Regions from separate parts of the Mus musculus genome. Here region 1 is linked to region 2. Evidence: chromatin contacts called from public HiChIP or PLAC-seq data. All regions are on one chromosome and are shown on one strand. Each heading gives the region's core, a stretch centred on a gene start, on an enhancer-like site or on the middle of the called end of the contact. The rest is flanking DNA. Distances are from core to core; before and after follow the strand shown.

Region 1 (5,209 bases), core at 250-2,749, 270 kb before region 2:
CTGGCCTTGAACTCAGAAATCTACCTGCTTCTGCCTCCCAAGTGCTGGGATTAAAGGCATGCACCACCACTGCCCGGTGGATTTACTTAGTTAGGTTTGGGAGGCAGGGTTTCTTTGTGCTGTCCCAGCTGTCCTAGAACTCCCTCTGTAGACTAGCCTGGCTTTGAACTCAGAGATTTGCCTGCCTCTACCTCCTGAGTGCTGGGATTAAAGGTATAGGCCACCACTGCTCATCTTGTATAGACTTTTTAAATCAAGGGGAAAAAAGAAATCTGTTTTGTTATATAAGTCTTCTATATACTGCAATAAAACAGAAGGTCATAGATACACAAAGGTTATTTTCTAACCATTTCTTTAGTTGCTGGTTTTAATTTACCTTTTTGTTTAAATAAAATATAATTACATCATTTCCTCACCTTCCTCTCCTCCCTTCAAACTCTTTTATATCTTCCTTTCAACTCCCTTTCAAGTTTATGGCCTATTATTCTTTAATTATTATTTTTGTATGTATGCATGAATGAATACACAACTCCCACACCTGGAAAAACACTGTCAGGCAATGGAGCCCTTCTGCTTTTCTTCCTCAACAGCTTCTATCTTTTCCTCTCTGTCTCTCCTTCTCTCCTCCCCTCTCCCTCCTGCTTCAGAGTCCTTGAGAGAGAAAGTACGGAGTTCCTGACGTGTATGAAGCAAACCATCCCAGTACCCTTGGGAGCTTAGGACTATAGAGGGAGGTTGTGGGCTTTTTCAATGCTCCACTCCCATCAAAGAATTTTAATGACCCTCAGCTGCACTTGACCCAGCAGCCAGGTGTGAGCTGAGAATTTCCAGAAACCCAGTGTTGCTCACAGTCAAGAGCACTTTTGTTAAGCAGACTCACAATACTCTTAGTAAACCAGATGTGTGTTTATAACCTAAAATGAGACACTCTTGTTGAGTGGCTTACTTCTCACCAGGGATCCGGGGTCCACCATCCCCCCAATCTGGGTATGTGGTGCTACGCAAACCCATACACCACATTTCCAGCAGGCAAGGAAGACAGTTGCTGCTCAATAAATATTTGCCAAGTGGAATTTAATATTGCCAGAGTCAAGTCGTTTTATCTAAATGATTGCTGACTGGACAGGAGCTGGGGTTGTTTCAGGCACGGCTGCTCGGCAAGCCTGGCCGTAAGGGCTGCTATTGGGGTTTCCTGTCTTTAGAAAGGGTGTCACCCAGCTTGGAGAAGTCACCTGGTATGGTGTGTCTACTTCATTTGTTCTCTTTACTTTTGAAGTGAAAGCTATAAAGGTCGCACTACGCCTTGGGTAATAATAATAGCGCAGGCAGCCACAGACTGTCCACTGTTTGTCCCTGAAATAGATTCTCCAGGAGAAAGAACAGCGGCCCTGCCATTCACTGACTCGTATGGGAAACAACGATCGGAACTGAGGACAAAAAAAGATGCATGAGTCAGCAGCATCCAGTTTAGGCTCGAGAGGGTAGCATGAGACGCGCTATTAGGGCCGTTCTCTGTGAAAATTACATTGTTGGTAAAGGAAGTGTCCTGTCTGTCAGGGCCCTTGCGGTGAGGCCTTCCTTTGGCTGATAAGAAACCTCTTTTCAGGCTCCAAAAACACAGGCCCCTCCTGGACCCTCTCAAATCATTTGCTGAACTGGACACCCTAAATTTTCCCAAAGCCTCCAGGAATCTCCATCCTCCTATCCTTCGGGTAGGAAGAACTCCTGGTCTGAGGAATTGCTCAGTTCTCTTAGTAGCCACGATGCTGTCCTTTCCAAGATCAGGGTGCCTACGATGCTGCCGTGGTCCTCGTCTCATTCCACGCATTCACCTAGGAAGCCGTACCCCTGCCTGTAGCTTCAGCCAATACCTATGCTCTGGAGGTCGGGTGGTCCAGTGGGTAGATCCTGCCAGACAGTCTATTTCACTGTTGTCAGACCTCCATGCTAGATTCAACAAACATCTCTTTCCTGGGCTTGAGAGGATCTTCTGTGGATCTGGAGGATACTTAAGAAGCTATTCTAGCCAGGCTTGGTGGCTCCTGCCTGTGATCCTACCCCCTGGAGGCTGAAGCAGGAGATGGCCATGATTTTGAGGTCAATCTAAACTACATAGTGAGTTCCGGGTTAAGCTGGGCTACGGAGTGGAACTGTGCCTCAAAACGAAATAATCTTTTAACAACAACCAAGGTTCTACTGCTCTAGTTTATCTTTTGACTTCGGTTTTTTGCTTTCCAGTACTTGCTAGACTCCCGGAACCCTTAGCTGTTGGCCTCTGTTCTTCTCTTCCCGTATCCTCCCTAAGATTATTCACTGCTGGGCCTTCAATATTATGCAGATAATTTTCTTTTCTTTTTTTAAATGATTTATTTATTTATTTATTTTATGTATATGAGTACACCATTGCTCTCTTCAGACACACCAGAAGAGGGCATCAGACCTCATTACGGGTGGTTGTGAGTCACCATGTGGTTGCTGGGAATTGAACCCAGGACCTCTGGAAGAGCGGTCAGTGCTCTTAACCACTGAGCCATCTCTCCAGCCCCAATAATTTTCAAATAGTGCATGTTGGGTGCGATTCTTTACATGCCTCCTTCACCCTATGTGCTAAGGCGCTTTTTTATTTCCTTGAAATACGCATTTATAGTAGCTCTAGCATCTGATCTCTACAATGCAGGGCAGGATGGGGAGACCCCGTAGTAAATTACACTATGACTATGCTGGATGCTTTAAGCAGCTCTTTAATGTGCTTACAACCGTTTATGGATTTTTTTCTGCTTCTTGCGTACTTTCTCAGTTTCTGCCATAAGGAAGTCTTCTATAATCAAACAAGAGCAGAAACAAGCGCCGTCGTTAGTCACGGGATAGAGCGGAAGCAGGGCAGCAGTCCGTGGTCTCCCTTGTTGGTGGTGTTTACCTGGCTGATGTTTCTTAGCCCCAATGCTGCAGATTGAAGTCAAGGGCCTTACATGTGCTAAGCACACGTAATACCCAGTTCACACCCTTCACTGCAGCAGCTCAGTCCCTTCTCTTTAGATATCACTTTTCCTTCCCCGCCCCGGGCTACGGAAGGGATCAGAGATCATGATTAACTTGGAAGCTAAAGTTTCTCATTTTTTATTCTCCTCTCAAAAGAAAGTCTTTTCCAACCTCTCTCTGGGAAAGGCGCCTTACTGTATTTATTTCTGTAGACCTAGAACTCACTGCAGAGCACAGGGTGGAATAGTAAAATACCATGCAACTGTGCAAAGGAAAAGCTCCAAGGTCAGCGAGGTGACTCAGTGGTTAGGGTCTAGTGCTGCTTTCACAGAGGTTTGCTCCCACGTTGGGTGTCCCACGCCAGCCTAGAACCCTAGGTCCTGGGGATCAACACTCTCTTCTGTCCTCTGAGGGCCCCGTACCCATGTGCCATGTAGTTCACAGACACATACATATAAATAAAGTAAAAAGACATCTATTTTTAAAAAGAGAAGTTCCTTTGTTATAGTAGAACCACCGCCAAGATGCGAAAGAAAAGCGAGCAGCTGCCGAGCAGTGTATAAAAAAATCCTGGCCCTGGACTGTGTGCTTTAAACACAGAATCTAGTTGACAGGACAGCGTGGGCGGAACCATTGTGATGATCTGAACGGATCCCCAGAACCAACTCCCTCAGGGTGTCCTCTGGCTTCCGTATAGGCATCATGGCATGTATGCCCCCCAAAATAAATGTGCAAATAAATATTTTAAAAACTTATGTGAATTTTACGATGATTATACATAAGTGACCATAATATAAATGAGAGGATGACAGCCTAAAATACACATTATATTTTTATAATATGTTATATATTAATCATATTAATATATAATATATATTTATATTAGATGACTTGTCCACTCAGCATGAGTTCTCTGCTTTCTGGGTTTTTAATGGAAAACTCCATTTTACATATAGAACTAGAACAATATTTTGGGCCATGTTTACCCAAAGCTTCAGCAATTAGCCACTCAGAGCCCCTCTAACTTAGTTTCTACCCTAACCTACTTCTCTCTCAAACGTATTGAACGGCCTTGAAATAAACTGTAGATACTCAGGACTTATTTCTCCAAACAGGCTCATTTTGCACACATCTACAATACATCGCCACTCCTCAAAGTTGAATTACTCCTTAAAGTCATCAAAGCATGGCATTAAAAATGTGCAGACCACGTCATGGGCGTCCTTTTGGGGTTTACTGCTTTGTGATTTGTAAAGACACCAAACCACTTTCCCCAGAGCCAACCACTAAATTCATTCTTAGCCATTGTGGGCATTTGAGTAAGTCCATCTCTAATCTGAAGGTGGCTGCAGAGAGGAGCAAGAGCCTGAAATTTTTATTTCTACTCAAACTTTTCCCACAGTGTTCCTGAGGCGATCCTTCACCTGCAGTGCCCCTCCCCCCTCACTGCAGGGCAGTGAAATGTCTGGGAGAGCACCGAGATTCAAAGGGAAGTTCCACTTCATGGGCTCTGTGGAAGAACTTGTTCCCACCTCATGCTCCCTTCCTTCTTGAGGACTGTTGTGAAGTTCATTTTGCTCATTGTCCAGATTGGTACCTCTGGTTGTCAGCTTCCTAAGATAGTCAAGGAGCAACGGGCTTCACTTAGGCACCACAGGTCACAAACGATGCTGTCTGAAAGAAATTGTGGAATTCAAGTCTCTCTTCCCTCTCTTCCTCCCTCTTCCTCCCTCTCCTCTCTCTCCCTCTTCCCCCTCTTCCTGTCTGTCTCGTGTGTGTGTGTGTGTGTGTGTGTGTGTGTGTATTTAGAAAGCATTTAATGACCCACATAAGCATCCATTTCTATTCTCTCAGCCAGTGTTGGGTATGGATCCCACAGCCTGGCTCATGCTAGCCAGACACTCTACTACTAAGCCCCACAAGTATGCATTTCTATATAACTTGTTCTAAAGTTCACTCCATTCTTTTATTTTCTTCATTAGACTTTAGTGGACTCTCTCCTTCATCATGGGCCCATTGTCTTGGCCTGCACCAGATGCTGTGTCCCCAGATGGTCTGAGCATAATGGCTCTCTTCAGTTTGTTCCCACTCTTCTGTTGACTATGCTCCCAACGTCAAGTTCACTGGACCCACCACAGCATCCACTGGCTTATCCACCCAGAGATCGAGCCTGGCACTGGGGTAGACTTACCTCCCATCTGGAGACAGTGTGAGCCTGTATCTAATCTTC
Region 2 (4,759 bases), core at 1,423-3,922:
TGTGTATGTGCATGCACTTGCACATATAGACATGTATACCACACACATACACCCGGTAGGAGGATCAAGGACTCAGTCAGTTCAAAAAATGGGTGGGGTGAGGCAGGGCAAGATGGTTCACCAGGTAAAGACATTTGCTACCAAGCTTGATGACCTGAGCTCAAGCCCCATGACCCACAGAGTAGAAGGAGAGAGCTGCGAGTGTCTTCTGACCTCCACTTGTATCCATATCACACAAATAAATAATAGATGTAAAATATGAAAGGAAGCTGGAGATGCCAAAGGTTTTACTCTCATCAGACTATGAAAACAGAAAACGACAGGTCTGAGTTCTCCATTTGCCCCTGTTGGCAAGGGGTCCTTGAGGAAGTCACTTAATTGCCTTCTTTTGTAGTATACTGGGGGTTGACCCTGGAGTCTTGTATGTACTAGACAAGCACACCTATTGATTATATTCCCAACTCTACTCTTGAGTCTGGGGGTGTGGTGAGGGAATGTAGGGTAGGGGCACACAGGCTTACTAAGTTGTCCTCACAGGCTGGCTTTAAATTTGCAATCCTCCCTCCTGCCTCAGTCTCCCAAACAGCTGAAGCCAAGCATGTTCCTTCTTTGAACAGCAGCCTCTTTACCTATGAGTTAACAAGCAAAGCATTTAGAAGTGTGAGAAGTACACGCTTGAATGCCCAGAAAATACTCCACTCCTCCTGCCTTTGGCTAGGTTTAGGGACGGTGATTTAGCAGCAGAAATCTGTGTTCAAAGTTACTTTCTTATAGGCTGGGAGCTTGAAACTTTATATTTTTTCAGGTATCCATTCCCATAGGCCCTCAGGTGCCATTTCAAGTCTTAGATTCTTATCTTGTTTAACTTTGGGTCAGGGAGGACTGGATGTGAAGGATCACAAATTGGCAGCTACTAAGGTACATGGCGACCTTAAGATGAGATATTTTAGAGGTTTCTGATGCCTATCGGCTAACCTATTCCTTCCATTTAATTAATTAGTTAATTAATTAATTTATTTCCTTGAGGTAGACTTCCTTCAGACTGTAGTTCCTAACTGCCTTCGGATGCAAGGCACCCCTCCTTCTGCCTCATCTGTGATAGTATTGCAGTTATGGGCCTAAGCCACCATGGATGTCTTAGTCATAGATGCCATCGGTCTTTCCAGATATGCCTTGGGTCTTCAGAGCATCTCATACACCCTCACTTACAGTTCCCATGTTGTAGGCATCTAAGTGTGGCACCTCTCAGAATAGGAAGAGAAGAGAAGCAAGAAATACTAGGTTTGATTTATCAGGCCTATGCTGCCAAGATGGGGGTTGGGCTGCTCCTAAGGGGATGGGTTCTCCATACTGTAACCACCCTTTCTGCTTAGGACTTCAGTAACCCTTGGGAACGACCACAGAATGGAGACTAGCCAGCTGTCATTCAGCTCCCTCTGCACTTTAACTCCAGCATCTGTCCTCTTCCCCACCTTCTCCAAACACACTAGGCTAGGACCGTAGGCTTCCTTTCTTAATACCCTGGGCAGAAGCTTATACGTTCCTGCCTCACAAACCTGCCAGCAAGTTGGTAACAGCTTCTTCACCTGTCAGGAGGAACCTTGAGTATAATACGCGCTGAATAAAAAGTATAACATATAAAACACTTAGAAATGTTCAATAAGCTCTGTTCTCTTTCTTAACCAACCTAGTGGCTTATTTCCCACCTCCAACTCTCCAGCAACACCTTAAAAGAGACCTGGCAACTTCCAAGCTTGTTCACCTTTCCTCTAGTTTCCAGCTAGCTGCAGAATAAAAGCCCTTCAGAAACTGGGCTCGGGCTTCCCTCCTGTGGCACCAACACGCATTAGCTGGTCTTAGTCAGATTGAGCCTCTCAGTGCATTCCTCCCTCTCCGCCTTCCCTGGTCTGCAGCCCGGAATGCCATCTCCGCCTCTGCGCTCGCTTGGGCTTCCGGTCTGGTCCAGCCCTAGCTGGCCCATGACGCCTCTCGGAACAACAGCTTCGCTCACCCTGATCTCTTGCCCCGAATTTTGTCAGTAAAGCGTCCTGTCATTCTGGAGGGAGCGTCGGGAGCGGTTTCCCTGGGGAACTGCAATCCGAAGAGGATCACTGCTGTTTTCGGAACTTTCCCGAATCCCCTGACGCCTGCGCTCCGGGTTCCAGCTCGCTCCAGATGCAGTGGCAGTCGGTCTGAAGTGAGGGCGTGTCTGCTGCAGGTGGGGATGGGTGGAGGGGCTGGGTTCGGTGCCACCGGGGCTTCCACCCGAGAGGTCACTAGCAAAGGAGAGGCGTGGTTATACGTTTTTTTGGGGGGGGGGCGCACGTCACCGGCGCAGCGGGGCATCCCAGGGTCTTGTAAATCTGTAGGGAAACTGAGGCCCGCGGGAGAGTGAAATGGTCAGGGTCACCGGGCGAGGGACTTGCTCAGGCCTGAGCCCCCTCGGGCTCCGGGGAGGCAGTGGTGGTCTGTCTTGGCTCGAGCCTCAGAACTAACCCCCACCCCCCGTTCGGACCCCCAGGCCCAGGGTGGGCGGCGGAGCGCGGGTCTGGACGGCAGGAAGGAGCGCAGGGGGCGGGGGCGGGGACGAGGCCGGGCGGGGCCGACACAGGTGCTCCTCGTCAGGCCAGCGCCGCGGAGCTTTATAAGCCGCCGGGGTGCGGAGTCGTGCGCTGCTCGCTGCAAAAATAGTGCCCACGTGTGTGCGCGTCCCGCGCCGCACAGACCCGCCGGCCCGCGCGCCCGCCCGCCCGCCAGTCCCTTAGGGCCACGCCGGACCCCATGGCTTTCTCTCTGGTAAGAGCCGCCGGGGCGGGGCGGGGCCGGGCCGGGCGGGGCTGCTGTCCCCGCCGGCCGCCTCGGCTAACGGTCCGCGCGCAGTCTCGCCACTTCACAGGGCCCCCTCACCGCCGCCCGGGTTAGCGTCCCGGGCGGGGCGCCGGTCACATGCCCGCGGTCGTGGGCCTCGTGGAGCGGTGTGGGGCGCGCGGGGAGGGGCAGGGAGCTTCCTCGTGACTCAGGCCTTTGGGCTTAAAGGCGCCGCGGCCCTTCGGGGGCGACCGCCGGGGCCTCGGAGCTGCACTTGCACAACTCTCGGTGGCCTCGAACATACGTCCAGACAGGAGCCGGCCGCGCGGACGGGCGCCCGGACGCCAACACTTCCTTTTTCCGCAGCCGTCGCACGGGAGAGCTCGAGCGGCCGGCCGGCTGGCCGGCGGTGCCCGCGGCTCCCGTCTCTCTCTTTCCTTCTCTCTCTCTCCCCGAGAGTCGCCTTGGCGTCCCGCAGGAGGCAGGGGCTGGCGGCTCGCTGCGGGCGGCGCAGCAGCGAGCCGCGGAGACCCCCTCAGGCTGGGGCGGCGCAGGGGGAGACGCGCCACGACGGCGCTGACATGGCTCCTTTAAAGCCGAGGTCTCGGGCCCCTCGTGCGGGCCGCGCTCTTTCCAAGCCCGGGGAAGTCACGTGGCTTCACACGTTCGATTGCTCCCGGAGCCCTAGCCCCGAGGGTGGACCGGGCCAGGTGAGGTCGCACGTGCGTGTGACCGGGCTTCGAGGGCTGTCCCCGGGAGCCTCGCGGGGCTGGGGGGCGCGGGCCCGGAGGGGAGGAGGAGTTGAGCAGCCCGCGAGGGGGCGCAGGCGGGAAGCCAGCTAGTCCTCGGCGGCGTCCGCTTGCCTCACTCGGGCGGCCTGGCGGGACGCACTCATGTGGCCTCGAGGGTGTCGCTCAGCGTTTCTCAGCCAGCAAGGCCAGGTGTCCAAATTCGGGGGTGTCGGGTTGCAGATGGGCTCGCGTGGCCTCCAGCCCTGACCTCTGGTTTGGGGGAGCGGAGGCTGGACGCTGGGCGGGTAGGGCTGACAAGGCTGCTTCACTGGGGGCCTAGACGCAACGGGGTGTGTGTGGGGGGAGGCCCATGCCTAGGCAGGGGGACCCATGTCAGCAAAGAGCGTCCTCGGTGGGCAGCGCAGGCCACCCGTGTGGGTTGCTGTGCGGTTCCAGCCTCTCACGGTCACGAGCCTCATTTCCAGGGGGCTCTGCAAGGCCACGGTTCCTGCAAAGTGGCCCGCAACACCAGAAAGCACGGAGCACCTGGGCTCCAGGGTCCTATGCAGCCTCGTTCTGTGCAGCCTCGCAGGCGTTAGTTAGCACCGTGCTCTGTAGTGGCACTTTGTGCCTTGCAGGCTGACTCTGCCCTGCCCTCAGATAGAATTAAGCCTGTGGAAATGTCGGAAGCACCGGAGACCTGGAATAGCCTGGGGCTGCCAGCCTCAGGCCGCCCCATCCCCCACCGCGGCCTCCAGGCCCGACTCTGATGAACGCATTTCTCTGGCAACTGCTTCCTTTGGTCTCCCTGGCTACCGGGCTGCCTCCCCACTCTCTTCTGGCACCTGGGTAAACTGCTGGGCTGCGTCATTTGCTGGGGCCAGTGGGTCGAGTTTAGTGTTCTGGAAAGGCACGCGTGTACCAGCTTTCTCCAGGCCACCTCTTAGGTGATTCGGGCCACGTGTACCAGTGGAGACTTTGATGAGGCGAGTTTCCACTTTCGCATGCTCTTTTTGAGTGTAAGGACACAAGATCTTCTTTTCTTCTTTTCTTTTCTTTTCTTTTTTTTTTTAAACAACAGAAAAATACAACAGGCAAAACAAGACAAGAAGTTCAAGATTGTTTTCCCTGTATGTAGAAAGGAATGGACCGCCGACTTTGAACGTACACTGGGGCTGTAGCCTGTTAGGAGCCCCTAAGGACAGTAGTGTTCAAGAGTC

What was found. HiChIP or PLAC-seq counts read pairs in DNA pulled down with a chosen protein or histone mark.
Region 1: an H3K27ac HiChIP or PLAC-seq map of cardiomyocytes shows a contact between it and region 2, with 2.3 times the contacts expected there. The contact joins the enhancer-like site here to the promoter of Cpeb1 in region 2. A contact is called at or near these places in 2 of 39 promoter capture datasets (both in embryonic stem cells), 1 of 15 datasets of contacts at CTCF or cohesin (the NIH/3T3 cell line), 1 of 484 Hi-C or Micro-C datasets (nephron progenitors), 2 of 115 datasets of contacts at active chromatin or transcription factors (cardiomyocytes and pancreatic cancer cells) and 1 of 9 other capture datasets (liver).

What each region holds. Positions count from the first base shown.
Region 1 is chr7:81,722,406-81,727,614 of GRCm38.p6, reverse strand. No RefSeq gene overlaps it. Among named protein-coding and RNA genes, the nearest start is that of Gm42400, 6.5 kb to the left of the region's middle. Within about 2 kb of position 1,499, at least 47 of the 459 cell types and tissues checked have an H3K27ac peak or open chromatin away from gene starts, as enhancers often do. A contact at or near this core is called in cardiomyocytes, where this site is marked.
Region 2 is chr7:81,452,671-81,457,429 of GRCm38.p6, reverse strand. Cpeb1 (cytoplasmic polyadenylation element binding protein 1) reads left to right here and starts at 2,672. Exons shown (of 12, transcript NM_007755.5): 1 at 2,672-2,796. The coding sequence starts at 2,782.